Regions from separate parts of the Drosophila melanogaster genome. Here region 2 is linked to region 1. The links are chromatin contacts, called in public Hi-C maps. All regions are on one chromosome and are shown on one strand. Each heading gives the region's core, a stretch centred on a gene start, on an enhancer-like site or on the middle of the called end of the contact. The rest is flanking DNA. Distances are from core to core; before and after follow the strand shown.

Region 1 (4,580 bases), core at 1,272-3,771:
CGAGAGGTGAAAACTATAACGGCCTTGGGTCTGACCAAGACGCTCCTTCGTGAGCGTGGAATCTTCGGTTTATACAAGGGTGTGGGCGCCACTGGAGTGCGGGATATTACGTTCTCGATGGTGTACTTTCCGCTAATGGCCTGGATAAATGACCAGGGGCCACGCAAGTCAGATGGTTCTGGGGAAGCGGTCTTCTACTGGTCTCTGATAGCTGGACTCTTGTCTGGCATGACTTCTGCCTTTATGGTCACCCCTTTTGATGTGGTCAAGACTCGACTGCAGGCCGATGGCGAGAAGAAGTTCAAAGGCATCATGGACTGTGTAAATAGGACCCTTAAGGAAGAGGGCATAAGTGCATTCTTTAAGGGCGGTCTATGTCGGATAATGGTGCTAGCTCCACTATTTGGTATCGCGCAAATGTTTTATTTTTTGGGTGTGGGCGAGAAGATTCTGGGCATCGAGCGAACGAAATCTGTGTAACTTATAATTAAAGGTCTCTTCCCCCCCCTCATATTAATAAGAATTTTTTTATCCCCGAGTCGATTAAGCCATGTCCGTTTTATCCGTCCGTCTTCTACACAAGCTAGTTCCCCAGGTTTGAAGCTATCTGTATGAAACTTTCCCAAATTGGACGGCTACATCATAGAGGAATTATCCTATATAAACCAATATTTAGAATTTAATGAAATGAAATGACTTCTAGGAGCTCAATTAACATTTAATGTGTGTATTTTCTTATTGCATCTATACATATAATCGATAAGTAATCTTCAAGAATCAGCCCAGGGTTGATTTGCAGCCCATCTCTCTCATCACAATCCTTTCACCTCAGCTACTCCTCAGTCACCTTAGATCACATCCGCTGGCCGGCTGTTCGGAGCAGCCGCATTCTCAGTACCCAAATCCACGTAACGAGCACGATACCAGCGGGCCACTGCAGCTCGATACCAGTCGAGGAATAGGGCCTGTCGGTAGAGGATGATACCCATTTGCAGGATGAGGAAGCCCATGATCGTGACCAGATTCATGTACTCCCACTCCATGATAATCACAAACACCCAGATGAAGTAAACGCGTAGGCCATCGGCCAGAAGCCGGTTGGCGCTGGACGAGTACATCGCAATGTACAGTCCAATGAAGTTGTACATGGCACATGAGATGGTGAAGGCAATCAGAGTCATAATCAATGAGATACTCCCCTGCAGAGCCGCAAAGAGATCACCCCAATCGTCGAAAACTGCACGCGAACTACAGCTAAATGGATCAATGCTCGGCAGGAAGTTCATGCAAATGGCCAGCATCGAGGTGATGCCCAAGCCGAAGATTCCCTGCCAGCCAGCAGCTTGCAGTGGAGCAACATTCGAGGTTTTTAGCTGTTTCTCCTCGCAAACATATTGCAGTCCGTGCAGAATTTCAGCAATGATGATGAGTAAGTCGCCGGTCAGAATGGATTTGTAGTCCGTGTAAGGCAACGTGACCAGGTCGTATTCAACGCGATGGACGTCCAGACTGATAATGTCCAGCAGGCCGCACGATATCGTAAAGATGGCCAGCCAGTGCCGTCCGGTCAGCGTGTGATTCAGAAACATGGTGCTAAAGATGCCCACAAAGATCAGGGCGGCGCCTGCGGGAAAGATGAGGCGACGTAAGTAATGATAAGCAAGGCCACTGTCTGATAGAAGTACCTCTTATCATCTGAAAGCTGGTGGCGTAAGTCAAGTAAAGTCCGGTGAACAACAGAATGGAGGCTGCCGCATCCAGCAAAGTGGGCAATAGCATGCTAACAGGGCGGAACTCACTGCTGTCCTGCGACAAGATGCTATCCAGATCGGATATAACCTGTGTATGATTGCCAGATGATTAAAAGTTCCTTAAATACAAAAGCTTTGCCGATTATAAACCAACCGGCATTGGAACTTACTCCACGACGATTGGAGATCAGGCGGATCACCTTGAAGACCGCAAAGCACAGGAACTCGCCCAGGAACATGAGCAGTGTGAACACCACTGGATGTTGAAATCCATGAAGTTTTCCATCGCTGCCGATTACCTGTTGTTGATTGGCCCACCTGCAATGCGTACACGCACACACAGCATCGAGTGCACATTTATTTAGCACTATTACTTACTATTATTAAGCGATCTTTTGGTACTCACTTCACCACCAGAACGTTGAAGGTGCCGCTGAGCACAAAGATCAGCGACAGGAAAACACGATGATCCATTCGTCGGCGGAAGATTCACTTGACGGGTGCAGCGTTAATTCGATTTATAAATATTGACGTTCTTTGTGCAATTTGCAATTGTGACTGCGCAGTGATAAGTGCAAAAAAGTGCGGCCAGACGGTCAATTGACTGCCCTTCCACAGATCTATATAATCCACTTGAGTTGTTGTGGTCATTAACCAGTAACTTTACCTTTTTCAAGGTCAAAAACCTAAGTAACTAGTAATTTTTTTGCAAGTAGTGCGAATTAGTTTGTCTTTACGGGACTTTTGTTTATTTTTTTTCGCCAACAGTGAGACCGCACAGGCTAGCAAAAATACTACACAAAATATAGTGAGCAGGAAATCAACAACGAATATGGTCACACTACAAAGCAACTGGTGGGTTTTAAATTGGCGCGTGAAATTATATTTTGAAATTAAAACTGAATCGACACCAAAATGCTTATGGATTTAATATTAGGGAAAGTGTCACATAAAACTTCGTTGACGATCTTTGGGACTTTACAAATTGTATAAATATTTCAACAGAAAAATGGATTACTTTTGCCAAGTTTTTATTAAACACAAACTTAAAAAATATCACAGGATATGAAAAACCATTTAAATGAAAATACATGAAGTGGTGTTAATGCATTTGCCGCACAATTGCCATCAATTTGCTTCCGTTGGCGCCTGCGTCGCATTCTGTGCTAATTTCCTGTAAATAATTCAATATTATAATATAGTATAGGATCGCAAAATCGATATTTAGCAAACATTAGCAAGCAAAAACACAGTTGGCAACCAAAGCGTGTCCTGTCGCCTCACCTGTACTCTGTGGTGTTTCTTTAAGTGTTGTGATAATGTCTTTGAGTATCTTGTGTTCTATTTAAGTATCGTTTCGTGGAGTGTAGGTGTTCCTAGAGCTCATCTCGCGCCTGGGAGGACGATGGCAGCGTCACCTCCTCCACGGAGCCCAGGTGTATGGTTCTATTTGGCCGACTGAACTTTGGTATGTATGCGACCGAGTCGCTGTTGCTGACCACCGAGTTATGTAGGTGTTCCGTGGGTGCCGCGGGATCAGGACTTGTGAGTGTGATTTTCGAACCAGTGGCCACTCTGTGGAATGCATGTATGTGGGCGGGTATTGTACTGGTGGTGTGACAAGTGGACTAAATAATTCGGATAAATATTCGAATATCCTATGAGTACCTATCTGGGCCGTAACTGATTGTTGTGTACCAAAGTTAGTTATGTATGGTTAGTATAGCGCTACTTGGCTGGTATTAGATTTTGGGGGTATAGCAAAAAAACTGGTCATCTCTCTTGTACCTTATGTACAGCTTTTGGAGGTGATTGTAGTCGAAGAGGAAAGATCTAGATTGGTTGAAAAGATCTATTGGCGCTGGCGGGCTCCACCGCGTGCTCCGCGCAACTTTTGTGGGTTTCTAATGCAGATCAGAGATCGTAATCAGAGATTCGGACTCAGATCCGCCACCTTACCTGTCCCTGGCCTGCATGCTGGCCTCCACGTCCAGGTTGCGAGGCTGCCGGAAGTCGCATTCCAGCGAGAAGGCCGAATCTCCGGGTGTGATCAGCTCTGGGTCGTTTTGGATCACCACGATGTTGGTGTAGAGATCACCATCCCGGATCGTCTGGCACTGGTCCAGCTGGAAGTTCATCTCCATTGTGCGGGATCCCTGGCTGGAAGATGGCTTCATGAAGCACGGCGCAGACTGCTTGTAGAAGCTGCCACGAGTGTACATCACACCCATGAAAGGCTTCTCCGTCTCCAGCACCACGTTCATGGAGTCCGCTCCGCACTTGAGGTTAACCTTTTGAATGCCCTGGTCGCTGCCCTCGATTTTAAAGGTGTCCGAAAGGTCTTGTTCCCAGATTTCTGCAATAGGGCGAAACAATTTCATGCTTGACATTAAAGGTGGTTTATGTAACACGTTTCTATGCTATTAAGTAAAAATATCTGCTTCTTTTGCTTTTTAATGTAATGTTGTACGTTTAGTAAACTAGGTATAATTGTTCCAATTAAAAAAATGCAAGTAACTAAACATAAAAGCCTGCTTAAGTTCTTCAACTTTCTTTAAGCATTTATAGACTATAACTCTCCTTTTCTTTTGTTGGCCACTTTTAAGTGCTTTCTTCGCGTAAGTAACCGTTAGAACCACCTGAGCCTACCATTTCTGTGCACCTTATCCACCGAACCGTTGAAGTTCACTCATCTCTCAGATAGCCGGCATTGCTGGTAACCGGTTTCTGTTTATTTTGGTCTGGCTAGAACAGCGCGCAGCAAAAGAACTTGGCATTGGGAATTTCTTCGCCCAACCTGGATGATTCAGTCACGTTGTTCTCTTGCTG
Region 2 (4,469 bases), core at 892-3,391, 36 kb after region 1:
CACTAAAGCTTGGTTACCCTCAACAATCATATCTAGGCTAAACTATATCGATTCAATTCACATAAATTACCTAAGACGAGTGTGGCTAGAGAAACGGGTTTGGCAGGCGAATCGAGTGGGTTACTCGATCCGTATGACCCCGGCTCCGACACCACCACTGTGTGCGCACATGGGCGGCATAAAGGTCCATTTGTCGGTCTCCGGATCGTACACCTCGACTGTAGACAAATTTGACTCGCCATCATAGCCGCCGATGGCCCACAGTTTGCCCATGTTGGCGGCCAGAGCCACCCGCGAGCGTTTGCAATTCATTGGTGTCACCAGCTTCCAGGTGTCCGTCTGAGGGTCGTAGCACTCTACGGATCGAAGGAATGAGTTGCCGCAGTAGCCGCCGCACACGTATATCTTTCCGTTCAGCGTGGCCACGCCCAGTCTACAGCGACGATTCAGCATGGGCGACATCTTAACCCAGACATCTTCGGCCTGGTCGTACCGCTCCACCGAATCGAATATGGACAACCCATCATGACCGCCAAGGGCGTAGACGTAGCCGTTCAATTGGGTAACTCCACCAGCCGAACGATATTTCATCATTTGAGCAACCTTCGGGTAGTGAAATTAAAGTTGGATCAGTTTTCTTACCCATCTGGGTTACATAGAATGTTTGTTTACTTACAGTCTTCCAAGTGTTAGACTTTGGATAGTAAACTTCAACGGTGTTGAGCGACGTGACGCCGTCGTAGCCGCCGCACACATAGATACAATCATCCAATGCGGCCACGCCCACGGCGCTGCGTTTGCAGAGCATGGCACAGCCCTGGGACCACTTGTTTTTGCGCGGGTCGTAGACCTCAACGGTGGACAGACGTTCGGTGCCATTGAATCCACCAAAGGCGTACAGCTTGCCATTCAGAACGGCCACACCCACGCGAGATCTGTCGAAAAATTGGCAATTAGTATGGGATAGAATAGAAATAAATGCTCCTCGCACACTCACCTCATCATGGACATTTGTTCGCCCATTTTCCATTTTTTGGTGAGCGGATCGTAAATCTCGACCGTGCTCACAGATTCCCCAGTGCTGGCCAGTCCTCCCACGGCGTATATTTGTCCGGTAAAGAACTCACCGGATCTCTGGCGCGTGCGAAAGCTCTGCAGCAGACCCCTGCGCTCGGGCATGAGGTGAAAGTCCTTGGCCTCGTCTAGGAGATCACGGCATTGGTGCGAGGATCGAATGAGTTCCTCGCGGGCCACACGGTCCGCCAGGAACTGAGGCGAGAGCAATGGCAAACGCACTGCAGCCAGGACCTGAGGAAAGAGCTCAGAGCGCTTGTCTTCTGCGTACTTGACCCACTTCATGCAGGCCTCGAAGATGACCTCCTCGGTGCGTACGTTGAGTTCGTCCCGGCGCATCAGCTCCAGCAATTGTTCGCAGTCCAGGGCGAGAAACTCCTCCGACTGCGAGACTTTGGCAAAGTTTTGATCAATATACTTGTCGGCAGCGTCGATTAGCTGCCGGCAGATCATGGAGTCGGCGAAGGTGCGGATTCCCAGGACATTGTGCGGATGAAAGCGGGAGATCAGGAAACTGGCACAGGCATCCCGCACGTTGGACAATTGCAGGAAGCTGGCGCCCACCATCAGGTTCTGCACATTCTGGTTGTCGATGCGCACTTGGCCGCTGTAAACATAGTTGATCAGACTCTCCAGGGCACTTGGCTCTATGGCGCTCTCCTTCATGGTGATCTCCTTGATCCGACTCTCTGCCATGTTGTTGGTGAACATCGCATAGAAATACGGGATGGTGGCCGCCAGCACAACGCGGTGCGCTGAGAAGGTCTGATCTTCAACCTGCAATAATTGGGATGGCATTTTATATTTAGACGCTAGATAATGAACGTATCTCTGAGCTGCGGGTGATTGAATGCCCCAGTCTGCACGCAAACAACCTTTAGGGTGACATCGCACAGCTTGCCCATCCTGCGGATTTCCTTGAACAGGGGGAAACTCTCGCCGAATAGCTTATCATGCTTGTAAACAAAGTATTGATCCTCCACTTGGCTATTATCACTCAAATCCATCACTTTAACGGATCAAGAAAATGATAAACAGTAGAGATGCCAAATGTTGCTTGTACTGCAGAGCTAGTGGTGGTCAGTGGTGAGCGGTCACATTAATCGATAGTTGAGGTTCCTTCGATAGTTGAACAACACCAATAGTAGTGAAACAAATTTATTGAATCATATTGTTTAATTTTAAAGGTAACGTTCTTGGACCAAAATGTAATTTCATAATACTTATTAAAAAGTTGAGCCCTTTTTATGCAACAGTGATAATTAAATCCTTAAAAAGCACATATTTTTAAGACAATATTATTCTTTCATTTAATTTTAATTAGTAATTTTTCCGTTTTTGCGTCACCTTCTTAAAAAAAGACGCTCATCACTAATTGGGCGGTGATGACAGCCCTATCAGCTGTTAGTGTGGCTGGAGTGTTTTCTTCGCTCGGATTGATTAAGGGTCCAAAAACATTTTCGAGTAATCTGGGTCGCTTGCTAATTGGAAAACCACTGATCTGAGTTAAGACATAAATGTTTGGACCGCTATTAAATGCAAGGATACGAAAATAGCAAGTAACATGGAAGCCGCATCACCGAGGGAAACCCAGGTGAGTAAAAAGGTGTCGCTAGAATTGATGATGACGTCTCATCTTGTTATTTGCATTTGCAGAAGAACCCGAATCCGATCGAGGCGCTGAGCAAAGATGAAATCATCAGCAAATACAAAGGCCTGCTCAACATCGCTAAAAAGGCGAAACAGGCAAAAGATGGTAAGTTTGATGGAGAGTTTCAGGGAATCTTCCAGAATAATGCAAGCCACTCTCTTTCAGAACTCACCGAGGAAAATCACCGACTCAAGGATGCCCTTAAACGGGCGGCGGAGAAGCAGAGCAGCCTGCCAGCCATGCAGGAAATGGTCCAGGACTTCACCGATAAGAACCTCATCCTCACCGAGGAAGTGAATAATCTGAAACGAAAGACCAAAGAGGATGCCGATCGACTGACGCAATTCGAGATCGAGAACGAGAGCCTAAAGCGCCAACTTGGGCGACTGAGTGATGAAAACGATGCCCTCCTTGCCAATGTGGATCGCATGGAAAAGGCTATGCAACAGGTCAATGCTCTGGGTAACGAGCAGCGCAAGAATCTGGAACTTTTGGAAGTGGACATTGCCAAAATTAAGGAAGCGGAGGCGGAAAACGCTAGTCTTCGCCAGCAAGTCGCCACGATGGAAGAAGAGTCGAGTGTGCTGCAGCAAAAGTACCAAAACATCAAGGAACTTAACTCTGAGCAACGCAAGAAGTTTAATTCTCTAAAGGACCGCTTCATTGATGTACACCGCAAGTTGAAGAACCTCAAGGAGTGCAAGTGCGTGCTGCTGGAAACGCAGCACGAGTACGCCGCATCCGTTTCCAAATGGCAGGTGGAGATTATCAAAGCTTCGCAACTGTTGTGCGCAAAGATGGCATCCCTGCAGGCCGAGAATGAAAAACTGAAGCTGAACAATGGAAAGTCAGACAATAATCCTCAAACAATTGACACTGGAATTGACCGCAAGCGCTTGCTGCAAAGAGTTCAGGAAATGGATCGGCTAGCCAAAATAGTGAAGCAGAAGCAAAAGAACCAAAGGAGCAATTTGAATGTGGAGTACCTACTTAAGAAGATAACCGCTCTCGAAGAGCTTGCAGTCATTATAAAGCAGCAGCATAGAATTGACAAGGAACAATTGATAAGTGTAACGAAGGAGCAGGAAAACACCAAAAATCACGCCAGGAACCTTAATGTAAGCTTATTCCAGACCAAGCTTGATCAAATGCAAAATCTGGTCAAAGTCATTGCAAAGGAGCGTGATAATCAGCAGAGGAAGTTGCAGGAGTTGGAAGCCATCTGCATAGAACTGCGCCAACACAACGAGGATTTGCTTACGCGATACCACCTCAAGGAGCAAGAGCATGGAGAGTTGCTAACGGAGATGCGGGAACTGAACGAGGCGCTCAAAGGACGCGGTGATGCCATTTCACGCCTTCAAGAACAGCACGAAGCGGAGGTCAAGCGACAACGAGACTTGGAGGCTCAACTATCTAATAGTCAGCAGGCGGCGCAGGAGAAGTTACAGAAGATCAAACAACTCCAGAGCCGTGTTGAGGAATTGGAGCAGGCGAATGCTGATGCCCAGAGTGATGTTCTGTCGACATCCACAATATCACGAGCCGAAGAACTAAGCCGCCTGCGTGAACTGGACGAAGGCTACGAGGAGAAGTACCATAAGCTCAGAGCCATAGCTGCCAAGCTGAAAAAGAAACTGCAGGAGCAGACGCAGCAGCTGAATGAAATGGAACAGAGCGGTGCCCTAAAGGAGGAGTTGGAGGCAATCAAGTTGGCACAGGCCCAACTGCAACAGGATTTAAA

What was found. A called contact is a pair of places that touch in the nucleus more often than the background predicts.
Region 2: a Hi-C map of the Kc167 cell line shows a contact between it and region 1, with 4 times the contacts expected there. The contact joins the promoter of KLHL18 here to the promoter of Tango9 in region 1. A contact is called at or near these places in 18 of 107 Hi-C or Micro-C datasets (the D17-c3 cell line, the Kc167 cell line, the ML-DmBG3-c2 cell line and 7 more) and 2 of 6 datasets of contacts at active chromatin or transcription factors (the Kc167 cell line and the S2 cell line).

The regions. Positions count from the first base shown.
Region 1 is chr3R:11,972,389-11,976,968 of dm6, forward strand. It overlaps Tango9 (Transport and Golgi organization 9), which reads right to left and starts at 2,522. Exons shown (of 4, transcript NM_001316533.1): 1 at 2,158-2,522; 2 at 1,922-2,069; 3 at 1,686-1,839; 4 at 1-1,624. The coding sequence starts at 2,225. The coding sequence ends at 849. CG10005 reads right to left here. Exons shown (of 4, transcript NM_141880.4): 2 at 3,711-4,107; 3 at 3,036-3,326; 4 at 2,768-2,925. The coding sequence ends at 3,128. It overlaps GC2 (Glutamate Carrier 2), which reads left to right. Exons shown (of 3, transcript NM_169443.3): 3 at 1-508. The coding sequence ends at 480.
Region 2 is chr3R:12,008,293-12,012,761 of dm6, forward strand. It overlaps KLHL18 (Kelch like family member 18), which reads right to left and starts at 2,142. Exons shown (of 5, transcript NM_001275565.1): 1 at 1,950-2,142; 2 at 998-1,851; 3 at 677-935; 4 at 71-603. The coding sequence starts at 2,081. The coding sequence ends at 121. GCC185 (GRIP and coiled-coil domain containing 185 kDa) reads left to right here and starts at 2,480. Exons shown (of 5, transcript NM_001104285.2): 1 at 2,480-2,668; 2 at 2,731-2,830; 3 at 2,891-4,469. The coding sequence starts at 2,639.